Regions from separate parts of the Zea mays genome. Here regions 1 and 3 are each linked to region 2. A link is a contact called in public Hi-C data. All regions are on one chromosome and are shown on one strand. The core of a region is the stretch at or near the end of the contact, and the rest is flanking DNA. Distances in the headings are between cores, read along the strand shown.

Region 1 (3,508 bases), core at 811-3,310, 180 kb before region 2:
CAATGTTCAACACTTAGCACACTTGTTAGTCCTTTATTTGGGTTGTCATCCAAACACCAAAACCCACAAGAGAGCTTTCAATTACCACATATCGTTTACCATAAACCATTTTTAGCATAAACTAACAAATACAAAAAATAAAATGTGCAAACCTTCAAGCTGTTGTAAGCAAGACAGTCTGCAAGTTGATCCTCAGGCATTGCAGATAAACCAAGTTCAAGCTTCGGATAACCCATATTATCCATTATTTCCAAGCAAACATCTATCTCTTTATTGTCCGGCAGGCAGTAAAGGTAATCATCTTCATCATTTTCTTCGTATACCAAGGATCCTCGGGGATATTTTAGGTCCTTTGCATAGTATTGCACTTCGACAATTTGCTATTCTGATAATTGTTTCCTTGAAGCATGGCGAATAATCTATCCAAAGTACCCATGGGAGGCTGCTTCAGGTATCGGCTATGTTAGCTTCTCTGGCGGATTTTCCTTTACTTGCTCCACTGGCCTAGTTTTTGAAGGTCCAGCCTCAACACAGACAGTAGAAGCGCTTACAGCAGCTGCTTCTCCAAATCCTTCAATTTTATCTTCGGAAGCCTTAGTAGAAGCAGGAGTCGACACCTTCGAAGGTTTCAGCACAACATCTAGAACACTGGTCATTCTCCTCCCCTTCCTCGGAGTCACCGCTGGAATGGTGGCTATCTTTGGCAACCCCGTTGTTGCTAGAGGACTCTGCAGTTTTAGTTGTTGCTCGGTCCTAAAGCTATCTGGTTCTGATTTCTCTAGTTGAGCAGTGGCAGCTTTGACTGCCGCAACAGGTATTACCTCCAAAGCTAAGAAGGTAGCTTCAGAAGATTCATCAGCCTCCGTCTTTTCTAAAGCAGGCACCGCAGCAGCCTTCTCCAAAAAATAATACTTTGGCCGATGAGTTACAACCTTCATTCTTTTTGGTTTCGGCGCAGTAGAAGCGGTAGTTGATACAATCCTTTTCTTCGTCCCTTACTTTCGAACCGAAAAGTAGTAACCAGGATAGACAAAACCAATAATATCAAAAACTCTGTTTAGTCCTTCCCATGGACACCGAAGGCAGTATTTGTAACACCCCTGGTGTTTATATTCCGCTTGACAACGAGTATGGATTTAAGCGCATAATATTAGTGGATAAAACATATGCTAAATTCTAATCATCTTCGCTATCGCGATTTTAATATCGCATCTGTTCCGTCTGTCCCAACTTCGACATTGTTTTTATTAATCTGGACTCTTCCTAATTTTTCGTGTTCTTCGGAACATAGTCGTTCCGAACATCGGTGCGTCCGGTGATTATTTAAACTCATCGCCCGCGTGAATACGAAATTCGGAAGCTCGACCCACTCGGACGATTTATCTCGGTCCAATTAAATAGAACTCGTCGACTAAGGTTTTCGGCGCAAATAATTCTGTCCCCACTCGTCAACCGAGAAAATCGCGTCTGAGAATTTATAATTGAGATTCGATTCCCCACGTAAATTATCTGTTGACGTGGAATCGGGTGTCGACTGCGGATGAAATTATTTGATTTCAAATCAAATTGAACACAGTCTGAAATACTGTTGTTCACACCGTCCGGATTTGTTCCGACGACGTCTCGTCCCGATCCAAAACTTTGGATGTAAATAACGGATGCAAATTCATCTAATACCGAAGCCGGAATCTGTTTAACTCGGTCCATTTACAACCTGTCTGGAACAAACCAGACCACTGTAATTAGTACTGACAACAAGTAATTAGTGAATGATTTAGTTTGCTAAATCATTAGACTGAAATATGTAACCATATAATATATTGACCAATTATGTTCATCGCTTAAAATCGTGATTCAAAAATATATTCAATTGCCGTTAAGGAAAAGAGAGAGAAAAGATAATCTAGAAAACGGAAAATATCCCACCGCTGAAACTCCTCTGCTCCTTATCCTTTCACGCTAATTTCTCCGTACAGATTTTTCCAGCCGCTTGTGTTATCTTCTACGCGCGGCCGTCCCAGCTCCTCGTCCTGGCCGTGGTACTCCTCTCCCTCGACGTGGAGCTCTCACGACGCTCCATTTTCCCAGCGCGCGCTCCTCTCCCTCTCCCTGGTTCCGCGCGGCGGCGCGGGCGCGCGCCCTGCTCCCTATCGAGCCCCCATGGCGCGGTCGCCTCTCCCTGGTGCCTCGCCCAGCCTCTGCTCCTCTTCTCCCCGGCGCCTGGTCGGATGTGGATCCTCTGCTCGAAGCTCCCAGCGCCGGATTCCCTGCAAGCTTCAACTTCCTGCGTGCCCAGCCTCTCCACTTCTCCAGTGCCCAGCTCGGTCGTCCAATCTCCCTGCATATCTCTCGTCCGCCGCACAGCGCTCGTCTTCGTCTCCCTGCTCCCCTCGCCGCGTGTCCCTGCTCCTCTCTCCTCCCTCCTCTCTCTATCTTCTGTGCACTCCTCTGCTCGCCATGGATGGCGCGCATGGCCGAGGAGGGCCAGATCCGCATCGAACTCGCCCCGGCCCTTGCTCGTTCCATGGCGCGCAGCTCGCGCCCATGCCGCGGAATCGCCTGCTCCAGCTCGCGAAGCTCCCTGCGCGCAGTCGCGCTTATTTGCTCAGTCCTCTGGCGCCCAGCCGCTTTTCCCTTTGCTCTGTCCAAACCGCGACTCCCACCGTGGAGTTTTCCCATCGTTCCAGCTCGGAGCTCCCTTGCTGTGGTCGTCGCGTGCCTGCTCGCAGCTCGCTTGGCCGCTACGCAGCCCCTGCTCTTCTCCCCAGCCACGCGTTCCCTCAGCTCTAGCTCGCTGCGCACCGAGCTCCCTTGTCGTGGGCTCGTGGTTTTCTGCTTCCTCATCACGCGCGTAGCGTTTCGTCGTCTCTCGTCGTGCCGAGTTCTCCTCTGCCCGTAGTCGCGTCCCTCTGCTTGGCTATGGCCACCGTCGTGCCTAGGATTTGTAATCCTTCTCTGTCCGGCCTCGGCAAAAACTCTGGATGCTCGGACCCTGCCTCGACCAAGTCTTCCATTCCTGCTGTCGTAGGTTGTCGTCGTTCGCCTTCACGCCGGTTGTCGTCGTTCGCCTTCACGCCGTGCAGGAGCACGTCCTTTATCGTGCTCATGGTTAATACTACCATTCCTGCTGTGTCTCGCTTCCGTTGTGTTCGATTAAATGTCGGACCAAGAATCCACGGTGTCGCTCATCCTCGCTGTGAAACCCTCACGCTCACATCCCCTATTCGATCTCGTCGTCAAGCTTCGCCTCAGCCTTAGCTCGTCGGTCACGCTTGCCAGATGTTCGATCGAGGACTTCAGCTGAAGGCCATCGTCGTTCAGGCAACTACCAAATCGAGTTGTGATGTGGTGAGCTGATTTGCTATTTTTACTATCGGTTTTATGATCGTAAAATAAGACGCTTCGTATACGTATACGATTAAGTTAGAAATACCAGTAATGCGAGGTGTGCACTTGGTAATTATGACTAGATCCGTTATTATGTCGTTAGGTTGTGTGATGTTATGGG
Region 2 (3,651 bases), core at 34-2,533:
GCGGGAATGCCTGTGCGACGATGTCTGCGCATTTCGAATCAATGGTTGTCGTTGGGTCCCCAAACTCCACCCTCGTTCCCTGGTCATATCCCATCACAAGTTTCGGAAACGTTAGACGATGCTAAAACCATCAGCGTCAAATATCCTGTTGTGACGCCATGTGGTTGGAACACATTTTTCAAAACTTTGAATCCTGTTGAATGGAAAAAAAAGAAGGGTTTGTGACTTGTGAGAGGAAGAAGCTTCTGTCTATATTATGAATCAACAAGTCTCTGCTTCCTCTAGAACTCTAGAAGCACTGGGTCCGCCACCCCTGTGCAAGCTATTACTAGAGAAGGAAGACGAGTATAGGAGTGGAGCCTACATTTTTTTATAATGGAAACAAAAAATGTTCCAGCCTTTTATAGTTTGACATTACAGTTAAAAAATTAATAAAACATCCATTATTAAAAAAAAGTAACATTCTTAAAAAGAACTTGTTCTCGAATCAAGCGTCCTTTAATCTGGCATTAGAACTCCAACCATGTTTTGCAAGGATCTCCATTACCACCATCTCTAAGGATTGATATACCACAAGAATCTTTTGGTGAGCTTCTTGTTTTTGCAATACACCCGTTGTCTTCATTTCCTGTTCAGCGAGCTGACGAAATTTCCAGGTCTCGTGCGTCCAAAATCGAGCGGTTTCTTTCTCTCTTTTTTCGCTTTTCATATATATGGCGGTGAAAAAGGAGCATGTGTTTTTGTTACATCGACAACATCATAAGAATGGAACAACTCTTGGAAACATCCACGACACGACACAAATCGAGAAACCAAAGGTGCAGGATGCATGCATGCATGCTTGGACGGCAGATGCAGCAGGTGAAGGAGAAACTAAGAAGATGCTGGCAGGCAAAAAACGCAAATAAACCTGAAGAAGACATGGAGGCAGCTCCGGTTGGTACAGCGCCCTCCTCCGCTGCAGGCCGGTGAGTTCCCTCGGCGAGCCCAGGTCGTCGGTGTTCATCCTCTTGCCTTGCCTTTCCTTTCCTTTCCCTCAGCACAGTTCAGTTCCTGGGTTTTTGCAGGGCAGCTGTACGTTGTGCTCTTCCTAGCTACCTCGCTCCCTTTTTGTAAGGGAGGAAAGAAGTGGCTGTTTATTGTTGTTGTTGTTGGCCCCTGATGCTACCAACAGCGATTTGACCCCATTTCCCTTGTTAACCTCTTTTCTATGTGCTGGAATTCAAAGTTGTGATTGTGATTATTTTCTCATAGGTCAGCCGTAGTGACCTTCAAGGTCACAACCTGCAGCCTCCTTTTGCATATATAGAGCAGCAAGTAAAATTCAACTACAACACATGCTATAGGTGATAGATGGAACCAAGCAAAAGTGTTGTCCTCCCATCCAAAATAACTAATTGAAATGCTCCTGAGCTATCATCCGTTCGTTGGTGTGTCTGTCAGCGTCCAGTGATGAATTTATACTTGACGTCGTTGTCAGTTGTCACCCGGACGACGAAAGCAACCGTAATTTGCTTTTGTTTATTTATCTTCTGTTGTGGTGGAATAATGTTTCATTCGATTTGCCGGCCGGTACAGGAAGAGAGATAGAGATGCATGCAGTTTGGCAAGAGCCAACATTTCAGAATCTTTGTTTACCGGCACTAGGTTTCTGCTCCCATGGATTTACTAGCCAGTTTGCTAGACACCTGTAGTTTCCCATGGATTTGGACGTTCTTTCAAAATTTTCTAGGTCTTCGTAGAAAGTTAGCATCACGCTTGATTTTGTACTCACCTTCTCATGTAACTTTAGTCAAAATGACCGTGAAAAACATAGATTTTTTTAGAACGGAAACATAAATTCCGGCTTTAGCATTGAAATGCGTACAGTCAATACAAGTCAATTATTACATATGAGGTTGCTTAATAAAGAAACTAACTCAAAGAAGCAAAACGACAAGACTGTGTATAACACTAGTCATCCACAATTCTAGCATTTGAGCGCTATTCATGATTTACAAAGATTTTCATCGCCACCACTTCCAAAGTTTGACAAACGTCGAGGATTTGTTGTTGTGATTCCTCCTCTGTAGAAGTCTCTAGAATCTGAACCAGTGAGTACCTCTGAAAATGACCTGCACAATTAATGATATTGGTTTATGATTAAAAGCCACCTTATTTTGGCTGAGCCAAATAGACCAAAATAAAGCTGATACTCCATAAAGTAATATTTTTTTGTGTCCTGGACCCCTATTGCTTCCCCAAGACCTGATACTATGATTAATGCTAACTGGCATGTCTATTTTTAAGGCAAAATAAATAATTCTCCATATGCTTTTGGCCATATAGCAGTAAAAAAGAGATGTTTAATACTCTCATTACGGTTGCAAAAGCTACAAGTCAAGCAACCTTTCCAACACCTTTTGACTAAATTATCTTTAGAGGATCGCTCCCCGACATAAATTCCACAAAAAAACCTTTATTTTCAAGGGAGGCTTAACTTTCCAGAGGTTCTTATTCCGACCGTTGTTGGGTTTATTCATCAAACAATGGTATACAGATTGGGCAGAAAAGTATCATTCTTATGACCATCCCAAACAATGGTATACAGATCGAGCGATGATCTCATCCACCCCCTTAGAAGACCGACGTCCTCGTCGGTCAACATCAATTCAGTAACCTCCCCTCTTAGCCATGTATGTGTGTCTAGTGTCGTCATATGTCATGTCATGTGACCACTCTGGGCCCACATGAGCCATGCGTCATATACCCGAACCCTAACCCACACACGCTCGTGAAACCGAGAGGGTCGGCTCTGATACCACTTGTAACACCTCGTTCAATCCCTGAACCGCAGTACTTACTCCTCGCAGCTCTCTAGAATTATATATTGTCCCCACAGACCAACACAGGTCTTTTGTGCACACTTTGTCCTCACTCATGCGCACCCGAGAAAACTTCCGAGTCGGTCACCCATCCCAAATTGCTCCAAACCAAGCACGCTTAACTTGGAGGTTCTTTCGAGATAGGCTTCCGAAAAAGAAGATGCACCTTATTGGTATGGATACTCTATTAATTTTATTAAGCCTTGGGCCATGATATCACCATCTCAGGGGACCATGATATCACACACGTTGCACTACCCCTGACGCTTCTCCTATCCGATTTTCTGGGAGCACAACTGATAGTCACCTAGAGGGGGGGGGGTGAATAGGGCGAAACTGAAATTTACAAATATAAACACAACTACAAGCCGGGTTAGCGTTAGAAATTGAAAACGAGTCCGCGAGAGAGGGTGCAAAACAAATCGCAAACAAATGAAGAGTGAGACACGCGGTTTTGTTTTACCGAGGTTCGGTTCTCGCAAATCTACTCCCCGTTGAGGAGGCCACAAAGGCCGGGTCTCTTTCAACCCTTCCCTCTCTCAAACGGTCCCTCGGACCGAGTGAGCTTGTCTTCTCAAATCAAAGCCGGGAACAAAACTTTCCCGCAAGGGCCACCACACAATTGGTGCCTCTTGCCTTGATTACAATGGAGTTTTGATCACAAGAACAAGTGAGAAAGAAAAGAAGCAATCCAAGCGCAAGAGCTCGAAAGAACACAAGCAAATCTCTCTCACTAGTCACTAAAGCTTTGTGTGGAATTTGGAGAGGATTTGGTCTCTTTGGTGTG
Region 3 (3,340 bases), core at 733-3,232, 250 kb before region 2:
ATCTTCACAAGCCCGCTTCCACAATCTCAAAAGCTGAATGAACTTCGCTTCTACCAGCTTATAGAAATTTATATGGATCCAGATGCAGTCAAAATAAAAGATGTATTTCATAGATTTTAAGAAGTATAATGCTAAATGCATTATGAAATGCTAAAGAAAAACTGTGCTTTCTAGCAACATCATGGATGAACTGTGCTACTTACTTCGAGCATCCCAAAGACGAATAGATTTGTCAGCAGCTGCAGTAGCAACTGTATCAGGATGATTTGGATCCCAGCAAAGCTGATCTACACTATCTGTGTGGCCTTTCAGTTCAATATCTTTAACCTTAGACTGTAACAAATTAGCACAAGTTCCCATTTAGATCTTTCAATGGTATAGAAACATACGCTGAAATTACACTCTCTGGCTCTCTGCTACCAAATAGAAAAGCATAGAAAGGGCTATTATTAAGAATCAAGGTAATATACTCTAGTTAAAAGTTATTCAAAACTCTACAGCTTACTCTGAAGATTCCATCGGTTCAGAATAAAACCACGTCTCGTGCTACAAATTATGGTAAAGGTTTCGTTGCACTATAAGAACATTATATGTTGAGTTACACCACAATAACTGATAAACTGAAAAGTAAATTATATTGCGCACAAGCTAAAGAAACAGGAATATTACTGTAAAGTACCTGTCACAATTTCTGCAATAGCCAAAGCTTGAAGTTAAAAGGGAGGTGCAGATGAGAAGCATTTGTCCCTCTTTGGCATATCACGCAAACTAATGCTTTCTTAAGTTCAATGTCATAACTTATTATCTAGGTTCTATAAGATAGGGAATATACCAGTTATGCAGATTTTCAAAATTTACCAAACCGATCATTATCTTAATAAGAAAACAGTGGGGAGCGTATCCCATTCTGTAAAGATAAATTTGGTACCAAGGACAGAAGGAGAGAAAGTTACATGGACATGTGGATCAATGCTCCAGACACGTGCGGTATGATCGATCGATCCTGAAGCAAGCTTTGTGCCTAGGCAGTTCCATGCTACAGAGTGCACCTAATGATAAAAACTATCAGAATGGTGAACACAATGATAAGATTACCAAAGAAATGCATAAAACAAAGCAAAAATAAGAACCCACAAATCAATCTAAATTTTGTACCGACAAGTACTAGGGTAGAGTGGTTTTGCTTTGAAGATCGCTATGAGGAGTTAAGGACAATTAAGCAACACATTCAACATAATGTAAGAAACAAAGAAAAAACATCCTCAGAATGTCATATATTCATCCTGAAAGAAAGATCATTCCTTCTTATTTCTCCTCATTGCAACTTTACAACATGCCCTAAGATAATCTCAAATTTCTTTATAGAACCAGAGGAAAACTGCTCTTGCTCCCCTGCAAGGACAGGCACCACGGCCCCTTTGCTGCAACAAAGGACAACCAAAATAGATTGCCTATTGCAACTAAATTCATTTGCAACTAACTGTGGCTGCAGCAATATTTCGTTTTCATCATGCCTTAACATTGACTCCTTTCATGCTCTATATAAAGAGAAGAAATAGCTAAATCCCCTCTCCACGCTTATAGCTTCGAATCGAAAGCAAGATAGGTCCACGATCCCATCTATGTTCTCAGGAACCAAACCGGAAGGCCCAAAGATTGTTACTTCCGCACCTTGTTTCATCATTCTGCATGCAAGGCCGGAATTTAGGGCCTCACCCTACGAATTGCAACCCTAATGATTGGAACTTCGAAACCTTTCTTCTGGCGAGATTCTGGGTTTTATAGGGGCTCAGAAGAAATTATAATGGGATATTGGGGAGGCGTTGAGAGGTATTACCTTCTTCTTGTGGCCGTAGTATTCCCTCGACACCAGGTCCCTTAGATTCGCCCCAGGGGTCGAGCCGCCGCCGGCGGCGGCGCCACCGCTGCCCTTCCTCTCCTCCTCTCTGCTCTCCATGCGCTCTCGCCCCGTTTTGTCCGGGAGGGGAGTAATCCAATTCCAATCCCAAAGTACACAAACTAGCCCATGAAGAGATCGGGCCAGGCCTGATGGGCTAGGCTACATTAAAACATTCAGCAACTCAGGTCCTGTTTGTTTAATATGATCTAGGCCCATGATTCCATAAGCTACCAACCTTCATTTTGAAAGAAAAACCTATTCCTTAACTGTCACACCCGTTTCTTTGAGACAGAGCCGGGTGCATAGCATATGTGTGCCAGGATTTATTTTCACACATATATTGACATTACAAGTGTAATATATTAAAAGAATGATACATAAGAGCGTAAATAAAGATTATATTAACATGTTACACTTCGAACAGACATAATGTCTTAACCTTTATTCATCAAAGTACAGCGAAACATGGACATCCATCCACAGGAAGATGACCGGGGGTATCAATAGACTAGCATCCATGGAGCTCAGCATCATAACTTCATCTGCAAACTTCTGATCAAAATTTAAGCAAGGGTGAGCTCACTTATGGTCAGGGCTCAGCAAGTGGGGGAAAATGCAAGGTAACAAGGTAAGGCTAAAGTTAAATGCGATTGGCATTTTAGTTGGTCAACATTTTATTAACAACACTTGTCTTACTAATAAGTGTGAATCCCAAGTATTCCCATTAAACAAAGGTATAAGAGTATATCAAAAACACTTAAGTGAAACCACTTAAGCAAACCATTGGCAGATCATCGGATCTCGATTTATTTCCATCTTCAAGTTCAATTATCATGTGAGGAGTCTAGGCTGCTCTTAACCGTGAGCACAGCTGATATATCAGTTTTACACTCTGCAGAGGTGGCGCATCTTTACCCATGAGTCACGATCCCCTTCTAGCTTGGGTTAGCTAGACCTGTATTCACTTCCGAGGTGAATGGCTAAGGTCTCACTACGAGGCTTTTCCCTAGAGTCCTCATTATGCAAATGCTGGAAATGGTCAAACTGCATAGAGCACATCTAACGTAACCAACTTATAGTCCAGTCTGCAGGGTAAAGCTTTGGGAATTATGCATGTATCCAATCTGTCTGAGCCAGAAATATAAGCGCTTGCCAGATGCCCCCGTTCCGGTCGACCACGACCAGCACCCAACATAAGACTTCCCTAGTTATTTAGCCAAGGGCGTCCCATACCACCCTCATGGTAGCACTGTTTTCCCGGGTGGTCACTTCATGTTCCAATTAAATCATATGATCTTGCTTAATCGTCGGATTAGCAACAATAATGTAAACTTACCAATTGGAACCTTAATATCACAAATCGGAGTGACTGCATAAAGTTAAGTTGTAGCAATAGCATAGCTACGAAGGTAAAGTATAATACCCAAGTTTGATCAAGGA

The links. A called contact is a pair of places that touch in the nucleus more often than the background predicts.
Region 1: a Hi-C map of leaf shows a contact between it and region 2, with 3 times the contacts expected there. The contact joins the enhancer-like site here to the promoter of LOC103632535 in region 2. A contact is called at or near these places in 2 of 25 Hi-C or Micro-C datasets (ear and leaf).
Region 3: a contact with region 2 is called in a Hi-C map of leaf, with 9 times the contacts expected there. The contact joins the promoter of LOC100272607 here to the promoter of LOC103632535 in region 2. A contact is called at or near these places in 13 of 25 Hi-C or Micro-C datasets (bundle sheath, ear, endosperm and 4 more) and 1 of 3 datasets of contacts at active chromatin or transcription factors (leaf).

The regions. Positions count from the first base shown.
Region 1 is chr7:86,825,858-86,829,365 of Zm-B73-REFERENCE-NAM-5.0, reverse strand. No RefSeq gene overlaps it. Among protein-coding and RNA genes, the nearest start is that of LOC100272607, 62 kb to the left of the region's middle. Within about 2 kb of position 2,060, at least 8 of the 20 cell types and tissues checked have an H3K27ac peak or open chromatin away from gene starts, as enhancers often do. A contact at or near this core is called in ear and leaf, where this site is marked.
Region 2 is chr7:86,640,551-86,644,201 of Zm-B73-REFERENCE-NAM-5.0, reverse strand. LOC103632535 (pyrophosphate--fructose 6-phosphate 1-phosphotransferase subunit alpha) reads right to left here and starts at 1,283. Exons shown (of 19, transcript XM_008654305.3): 1 at 911-1,283; 2 at 1-79. The coding sequence starts at 1,006.
Region 3 is chr7:86,888,071-86,891,410 of Zm-B73-REFERENCE-NAM-5.0, reverse strand. It overlaps LOC100272607, which reads right to left and starts at 1,982. Exons shown (of 11, transcript NM_001147070.1): 1 at 1,838-1,982; 2 at 954-1,049; 3 at 204-333. The coding sequence starts at 1,957.